Linked DNA regions of Sus scrofa: region 1 is linked to region 2. A link is a contact called in public HiChIP or PLAC-seq data. All regions are on one chromosome and are shown on one strand. The core of a region is the stretch at or near the end of the contact, and the rest is flanking DNA. Distances in the headings are between cores, read along the strand shown.

Region 1 (4,611 bases), core at 1,830-4,329, 140 kb after region 2:
TAATTTCCTGGCTGTTGGAGTAAGAGTCATACCTCCACAGTAGATGCAGAGAAGGTGTGCCCAAGTTCTGAAAAATATGAACGTGAGGACAGCCAGAAACAGGGGCTAGAAATAAACAAGCTATTGGTAAGTAGTCTGAAGCAGTGAGAATAGATTAAATCACCCAAAGTAGAAAGCTGATAGAGCAAACTTAGTACTGTGATAGGTAATTTCTATTAGACAATGTCACCTTAACCTCATAGGATTATTGGAACTATTCCTTTGCAAGTCATTTTGAGGTTTTATGGTAAATGTTGTATAAAAAATGTAAACTTTACAGTTATAGTAATTGATGATTAAACTAGGTTATTATATTGTTCACTTTTCTTTCAAACGCTGGGCACAAGTGACGAGCCAAACAGAAATTTTAGCCTGGGATGTTTAAAAGGCTTTAAAGATATCACACAAACTGGCCTTGGTCTTGCCATTGGGCCTGTTACCACCAGTATTTAAGACATGCAGGGCTTCTAAAACGGAAGCGTGGCATGCAGTCAGCTAAAGTTTTGATTTCACAACAATTTTGATTTGCAGGTTGGGACAAGATATTTGAAGTTAAGGTTTAAGAAATAATAAATTGCTCCTTGGCCTGATCAGCATCTATAGTCTCTCTCTTTCTGATGTCTGAACTTGACAAATCCCAAATCCTATCTTATGGGGGGACATTTCATTATATTTCAGATGTAATCTTTTATTTAAATAGATGGCAGATCTGCTTCCTTAGCACAGTAGGCACCACATCAGTCTCATAATAGATGGCAGTATGGCTTGGCATAGGTTTAAAGACAGCACAAAAGTAAAAGCACTAGCATAAGTCAGGGCAGGTTGTAAGTGATGTAGAATTACTTTCTATTTTTGAGTATTTGGTGCATCTTTAATATGTGCGGATAGGTAAGAAGTATTTTCACAGAATAGTTCTGAGTAGTTCTCACAAAATCGGTGAAAAGGTATGTCACATCTATTGCTTCAGCTTAAAGCTGAATTTGAAATGCCAAATCCAGTGGATCCTTCTCAGCCCTGACCTTATTTAATTCCTTTGTTCATTTGACTTTGTTCTGTGATCTCTGAAATAGTCTCTGCTTATCCTTTTCATGTCTTGCCTGTCATTCCTCCTCCATCCTCTTTGCCCTCGCCCTTTCCTCAACCTTAAATATAAATATAACCTTAAACCTTAAATATAAATGAGGTCTGTCGTCAAGTCTCTTTTCTCTCTGTTTGGCATACCTCCCATTAGGAAAAATCTTTGTTACCCTACGTTACAGATCCCAGTCATTTGCAACCTCTCCCTTACTTCCTCTACCTAGGAAGTCAGCAAGTAGTTCAGTTCAGTGAACATTTGAGTCTGACTATGTCCCACGCTGTGTGGTAGGCACAAAGTGCTGTGTTTAAAAATCTCAAGTCAGGGCTTACTTCTTATCCCTACTATCACTCCTTTTGGTCAGGCTCCAAACATTTCTTTCCTGGATACTTCTAGTCAGCAAACATTCCTGGAGAGTCTATTCAGTATCAAGTACCATGCTGAGCACTGGGGGTACAAGATGATTAACTTTACATAGTAATAAGAGCGACAAACAAGTATATGCAGCATAGGTTACATAACACTTGACTTAGGAAATTGGATCTCACACTAAATATTCCATAATGTGCGTAATTATACATTAGAGCTGTGACCAGTTTTGCATTGTGTAAAGACGTAGTCTCATCTAGGATAGGGTTGAATGCTGCAAAGAGCCAGCACAAGATGGGCAGCATATCACATGGAGAAATACCTCTAAACCTCTTTCTTCTGCTGTTATTGTCATTTCTTTCTGTGTCATAGTAGCTTGTCTTGCGTCAGCATTTGTGTTATTCTCTTCTCCCCAGTGTTGTATAGTCATTACTGGAAAGCTACCAAGAGTGCAATAGTGGATTTCATTTTCAATTATGAGAAATGCTATCTCCACAGAATATTCCTTAATGGAACGGTTGTTTAAGACTTTTGCATAAAAAGTATAAAGTAGTAGTATGGCAGGAGTCCATTGGGAGTAGGTCGGGGAAGACTTTGCAGATGTGATCTAATTGAGCAGTACCTCGAAGCTGGTGAGACAGAGCAAGGGGATTCTGTGGAGTCACAAAAGGAATAGGGAGGAGCCATAGAAAGATCAGATGAGTCTGGTTCTCTAGGTTCGGGAACATGGTCTGCATGGAGCTACTGAAAAACTTGAATCAGAGGAGTGACAGATTTATATTTCAGAAAGAAGTGCTGGCTTCAGTGCCATGTGCCTTGCATTACATCCTCTCCATCACCATAGTCAGCTTGTTAAAACACAAGACTGGTCATATAGGAGTTCCTGTCATGGCTCAGAGGTTAACGAACCTGACTAGTATCCATGAGGATGCAGGTTCAATCTCTGGCCTTGTTCAGTGGGTTAAGGATTCAGCGTTGCTGTGAACTGTGGTGTAGGTCACAGACATGGCTTGGAGCTGGCATTGCTGTGGCTGTGGTGTAGGCCGGTGGCTTCAGCTCTGATTCAACCCCTAGCCTGGGGACCTCCATATGCTGCAGGTATGGCCCTAAAAAGACCAAAAAAAAAAAAAAAAAAGACTGGTTATCTAAAACCTGGCTGAAAACTTAAGATGACTCCCAGATACCAAAGGTCAGTTCGATACCATTTCTGAGGGGGCACTTGTGATTTCCTCTTTCATGGACTTTTTTTCATCAGATACCCACAAGGCTCACTCCTCCCCTGTTCATGTCTGTTGATGTTGAGATGTTCATGAAACATCACATCAGAGACCTTCCCTGGCTGTCTGTCAAAACCAGCACCCATCACTCCTTACTTCCTTATCTTGGTTTATTTTTCTTCTTAACACTTACCAGCTTGGAAAGTTATGTGCTTGTTCATTTATTTATTCATTTATGTATTTATGTATCCTCCCATCAGGATGTAAGCCTCAGAAGAACAGGAGCTTCAGTACGTTTTGTTCACTACTCAGTGTTCTGTGCTTGGCACATGGTGTGTGTGGGGAGGTCACTATCTGTTGAAGGAATGTGGCCCTGGCCAGCTCCGTCCTTGTCTCTCTTGCAGCTGGTGCTTCACAATTCAAAGGCCCTGTGCCAGGTCACCATTCCTCACCATGCTGCCTCCTGCAGTCCTGTTCATCTTACAGAACCCAGCTCCATCTCTTCTAGCAGTTGTTCATTGTACTTAGCTCCTATAACACATTTTGAATATGTGGAAGAATGATTTCCTAAACTGCTAGGACATGATAGTTGCAAATAAATATTTAACAGATGATGAGTCAGAGGAAAATTATTCAATGAGGTAGACATGTATTAGAGATAAAAGTTGAAATTCAGTTGATTAATTGGAGAAATGCAGTAATTAGGTGTGACTTGAATTTGATTATACATGTAATATGATTAGGGAAAAGAGCTAGATAAATAGTCACCAATTTCTATTAAGTATGCAATTATTTAAATAGTCTGGAGAAAGTATCTAGTGGAAAGTATGCCACTTTACCAATTTATTACTCTTATTTTTTTGCAGGAATAACATGAGGTATAATAGAAAAAATAGAAACAGACAAGTTCTGAAGAAATTACTGGTTAGGGACAGTAAAAAATGTGTTAAATTTTCACATTACTTTCTATAATTTCTTTGTATAAAGCATTACTTCTTCATGTTGGCTCATACCATTAAAAGCATAAATTATCTAGAAATGTTTTGATTGAATCAACTTAACAGCATTATACTCAAGCCAGTTTATACTTTTTAAGATACTGTAATTTAATTTGAATTGTCACAGATGTGTTTGTCTTCTCAATAAAACTGGAGGAAAAAAGTCTTTGTCAAAAGAATTCTCTGAATAATTATTTTTCTGGCAAATGGGAGGGTGTAGTAACATGATCTAAAAATTATGTTGTTTGGTTTTTAATATCCTCTCTATTTATATTCACTTTAATGAATTTCTGTTATGAAATCCTGGCTAAGGCCTTTGTAATGAAGTTCAATTTCTTATTTCTGAACTCAAGTTCTACTCCTAACCATAAATATCTTTTCACTCAGATGAAAATTGTGCTGAATGTTGGGATTATATTGAATTTTTTAATTGAGTCACAAACTATGATAACTAATAATTAAGTCAGATTACCCACCAGTTACAAAAGCAAAATTTATCATTAATCACAGTTAGCCTCTAAGATTTGTCACCCAACAAATATCAGTAACTAAAGTCAAATATTTTCTTGCCTTAATGTTGGATTTGCCCATTAGATGGCTGGAGGACCTTGCAGAGGGGCTGGACCAGGTTTGAGATGTTTTCACTGACAGGATGAAAGTATTAAATATTGGAAGCTAAGCATCATGAAGATAAGTTTTTATTTAGGGTTGCTCCTATTTATAGCAAAAGTGACTTTTCCAAGATGATTCTTGTGGAAGATAGCAAAGGAAGCTTAATTTTCACATAACTTCTTGCAGTTTTCTTTTTTCCCCTGTAACAATGGCTGTGAGAGGTAGAAAATCCTAGTAGATTTTTTCATGGAAATCATATACAATAAATATATAAGGTGTATAAGATGTACTCAGCATTTTC
Region 2 (4,253 bases), core at 939-3,438:
GAGGGTTCCCTTTTCTCCACACCCCCTCCAGCATTTGTTACTTGTGGACTTATTAATGATGGCCATTCTGACTGGTGTGAGGTGGTATCTCATGGTAGTTTTGCTTTGCATTTCTCTAATAATCAGGGATGTTGAGCATTGTTTCAAATGTTTGTTGGCCATCTGTGTATATTCCTTGGAGAAATGTCTATTCAGGTCCTTTCCCCATTTTTCAATTGGGTTTTTGGCTTTTTTGCTGTTGAGTTGTATAAGTTGTTTGCATATTTTAGAGATTAGTCCCTTGTCAGTTGCATCATTTGAAGCTATTTTCTCCCATTCTATAAGTTGTCCTTTAGTTTTCTATTTGGTTTCTGCTGTGCAAAAGGTTTTCAGTTTGATTAGGTCCCATTGGTTTATTTTTGCTCTTATTTCTGTTGCTGTGGGAGACTGACCTGAGAAAATATTCGTAAGGTTGATGTCAGAGAATGTTTTGCCTATGTTCTCTTCTAGGAGTCTGATGGTGTCTTCTCTTATATTTAAGTCTTTCAGCCATTTTGAGTTTCTTTTTGTGCATGATGTGAGGGTGTGTTCTAGTTTCATTGCTTTGCATGCAGCTGTCCAGGTTTCCCAGCAATGCTTGCTGAAAAGCCTGTCTTTTTCCCATTTGATGTTCTTGCCTCCTTTGTCAAAGATTAATTGACCATAGGTGTCTGGTTTTATTTCTCTATTTTTATCCATTGGTCTGTCTACCAGTACCACACTGTCTTGATGACTGTGGCTTTGTAATATTGCCTGAAGTCTGGGAGAGTTATGCCTCCTGCTTGGTTTTTGTTCTTCAGAGTTGCTTTGGCAATTCTGGGTCTTTTGTGGGTCCATATAAATGTTTGGATTGTTTGTTCTAGTTCTGTGAAGAATGTCATGGGTAATTTGATAGGGATTGCATTGAATCTGTAGATTGCTTTGGGTAGTATGGCCATTTTTACAATATTAATTTTTCCAACCCAGGAACATGGAATATCTTTACATTTCTTTACATCTTCTTTAATTTCCTTGATTAAAATTTTCTAGTTCTTGGCATATAAGTCCTTTACCTCCTTGGTCAGCTATATTCCCAGGCATTTGATTTTTTGGGGTGCAATTTTAAAAGGTATTGTACTTCTATATTCCTTTTCTAATATTTCATTGTTAGTATACAGAAATGTGACTGATTTCTGAATGTTAATTTTATATCCTGCTACTGTGCTGAATTTGTTGATCAGTTCAAGTAATTTTTGAGTTGAGTCCTTAGGGTTTCCTATATATAGTATCATGTCATCTGCATACAGTGACAGTTTTACCTCTTCTCTTCCTATTTGGATGCCTTTCATTTCTTTTGTTTGTCTGATTGCTGTGGCTAGAACTTCCAATACTATGTTGAATAACAGTGGTGAGAGTGGGCATCCTTGTCTTGTTTCAGGTTTTAGTGGGAATGCTCTCAGATTTTCTCCATTGAGTATTATGTTTGCTGTGGTTTTGTCATAAATGGCTTTGAGGTTTGCTTTTTAAACATCCTGTTGACTCAGCCAAATTCTTTATCATTAATATTGCATCATTTATTCATCCTAAAGCTTTTTTCTTTATTTCTAAAACATCTCTGGCTATGAAATCAAGATTGCCTTGAAATATTGGTTGACAGATGACAATTTCTTTTTGTTCAAATCGCAATTTTTTGTGTCTATATTTTAAATTTATTTTGAGTATGAACATACGCTTAGTCCTTATTACTTGTATACTAATGTGCCTGTAAATCAGCTAAGCTGAATAACGCAGCCTTCCTCAAATTTTCAATTTCTAGGGCCTATTGCAAGCTGACTAAATATCTAACATGTTTTGTACTAAATATGAATTCACTTATCAATTGCATTCTTAAAGTTTTTCATTCAGATTTCTCTATTGAATCAAATTGGCATTTTCATAGTTTCTTCTTAGACTCCTTTTTGAAGAAAAAATATATATAGTTTAGAAAGTGCAGTTACTATTTATAACAAGGGAAAAATGCAAATATCACAGCAGAAGTAATTACATCAAATTAGCATGGCCTTAGACATACTTATATGCTGATATGTCCTAACTGCGTTTCTCTAGTTCAGACCTCCCTCCCAAATTCTAGACCATGAGTTAGCAAACTTTGACCTTCAAGCCAAATTTAGCTACAGCCTGTTTGTGTAAATTTTTATTGTAACACAGCCCTGCCCATTATTTTGCACATTGTCTGTGGTTGCCCAGGGGTGGAGTAGTTGTGACGTAACATCTGGCCCACAAAGTCTAATAAAATATTTATTCTCTGTTCCTTTACAAAAGTTTGCTGATTTCTGCTCTAGACTTACAAGCCTATTCCCTCCTATATCTTCACTTAGATGTCCAAAAGTAATGTTGAACTGAAAATGTTCAAAACCAAACTCGCCATCTTTCCTCCAAAAGCTGTTCCAACAGGTGTCTTACCCATCCCAGTTGATGACAATTCCATCTTTACACTTGTTCAAACCTAAAGCTTTGGAGTCATTTCTTTACTTTCTGGTTTCTCTCCCAGCCCTCCTCCAGGCAATGAGATCATCCTAAAGGCTCTATTTTCAGCAAGTACTTGGAATTCAGTCTTTTCTCAAGCCCCTCCACTGCTGAGGCTTTGGTTAGAACAAGCATCATGTTTTAGCCTCATTACTGCTATTGCTGCCCAGGCTGCTTTCTTTTTTTTCTTTTTTTTTTTTTCTTCATTTTCTTTCCTTTTTTTTTCTTACTACTCAGTGAATTTATTACATTTATACTTGTACAATGATCATCACAATTCAAATTTATAGGATTTCCATCCCACAACCCCAGCGCAGCCCCCCAAGGCTGCTTTCTTTTGGCTGTGGCCTTTATAATCCCCTTGACTCTTTTCAACACACGTCTAAATTAATCCTAATGAAATAGAAATCACTCTATGGCTTTTTGCTTCTCTAAACTTTATGGTGGCTCCCACTTTTCCTTAAAATATAACCATCTCTAAGTCATTTTATTCCTCCAAGTTCATTTATTCTTCCTTCCTCAGAATTTGGTTAATAGAATTTCTATTTGATTAATAAAATTCCCATCCATTTTGACTCTTTCTAATTTTAAGATGATACTTCCACTACTAAAACTTCATAACTTAAACTCAGTTCATTAGAAACCAGAGCTTAAGGCTAAGATCATAAATATTTTTTGAGGAAGTACAAGCTTAACGTTAATGATATCATGGAAAAATGGTAATAAAACAAGGAGAGATGGAAAGTAATGAAATAGAATTGTTAGTGCAGTAGCCACCCTTTTCAACTAGCTGCAGAAAAACACAGTAAGATACTCAGGTGTGTTCTTCTGGCATGTAGGAATTTTTTGAAAAACCCACAAGGAAAGGCTGTAATTTAAAATGTCAAAGGGACAAAGAAAAGGAAAAGTATCTGCCTAGCACCCTTTTACTCCCCCTTCCCTTTGGTTAGAGTTTCCCCATAGAAAGCTGATTTTCCTCACCTTTGTGTTGCCTTGTCTGGCTGTACAGAAAGCAGGTAGTGTGGCATTTTATTGAACCCAGAAATGACTCGACACAAATGAGCTCAGCATGTGGGAAGTGAGGACAGCTTAAGCTCAACATTTTAAAATCTGACTCAAGTGTCCTCTGAGAATTAGACACCCGCAAAGTCACAGGTGGTCTGTAAGGAAAGTAAATTCTTTAGAATTAGGCAACTGAGGGAATCTGGGAAGGGCTACAAAACTCCCAATTCCAGTTATCAGCTCTTTTCAACTTCTAGCCATCTCCAGAAAAAGAACAGAACAGAAAAGAAAAAGACCGTTTTGAATATTGTTTCATTCCGCTAAGTTCTCTATTTGTCATCGATCAGGTCAGAACTTTCTAAATGTTTGCCCTCCCTTCCAGACAACATGCTCATGCCTCCGCCCCTGATCAGTAGCCTCTGGTGCCTCTGTGATCTCACCCAGCATTGTTCCCTTTTGTTGTTCTTGCTTTATTATCCAGAGCCAGTCCATTCAGTGTTGCTCTTTCTTGGAATTCCTACTCAGGAAAATCTTCTACACTTACCTGCTTTGTCTGTCTCTACTTCTGGGTTCCTCTGTAATACTAGACAATGTAACAAAAGCATAAAAATGAATGACCAGTGAATTCATATTATTTTAAGCTTTATCTTCACTGTTGGCCTTGGATCCTTTTATTACTCTCAAATGTACTCTCTGTAATATTTTTGCTACCAGGTATTGAAATATTT

What was found. HiChIP or PLAC-seq counts read pairs in DNA pulled down with a chosen protein or histone mark.
Region 1: a contact with region 2 is called in an H3K27ac HiChIP or PLAC-seq map of alveolar macrophages. The contact joins two enhancer-like sites. A contact is called at or near these places in 1 of 5 promoter capture datasets (liver) and 1 of 2 datasets of contacts at active chromatin or transcription factors (alveolar macrophages).

The regions. Positions count from the first base shown.
Region 1 is chr9:86,518,557-86,523,167 of Sscrofa11.1, forward strand. The region is part of intron 1 of AHR (aryl hydrocarbon receptor); the gene reads left to right. Among named protein-coding and RNA genes, the nearest start is that of AHR, 9.0 kb to the left of the region's middle. Within about 2 kb of position 3,080, at least 19 of the 83 cell types and tissues checked have an H3K27ac peak or open chromatin away from gene starts, as enhancers often do. A contact at or near this core is called in alveolar macrophages, where this site is marked.
Region 2 is chr9:86,377,388-86,381,640 of Sscrofa11.1, forward strand. No RefSeq gene overlaps it. Among named protein-coding and RNA genes, the nearest start is that of AHR, 130 kb to the right of the region's middle. Within about 2 kb of position 2,189, at least 4 of the 83 cell types and tissues checked have an H3K27ac peak or open chromatin away from gene starts, as enhancers often do. A contact at or near this core is called in alveolar macrophages, where this site is marked.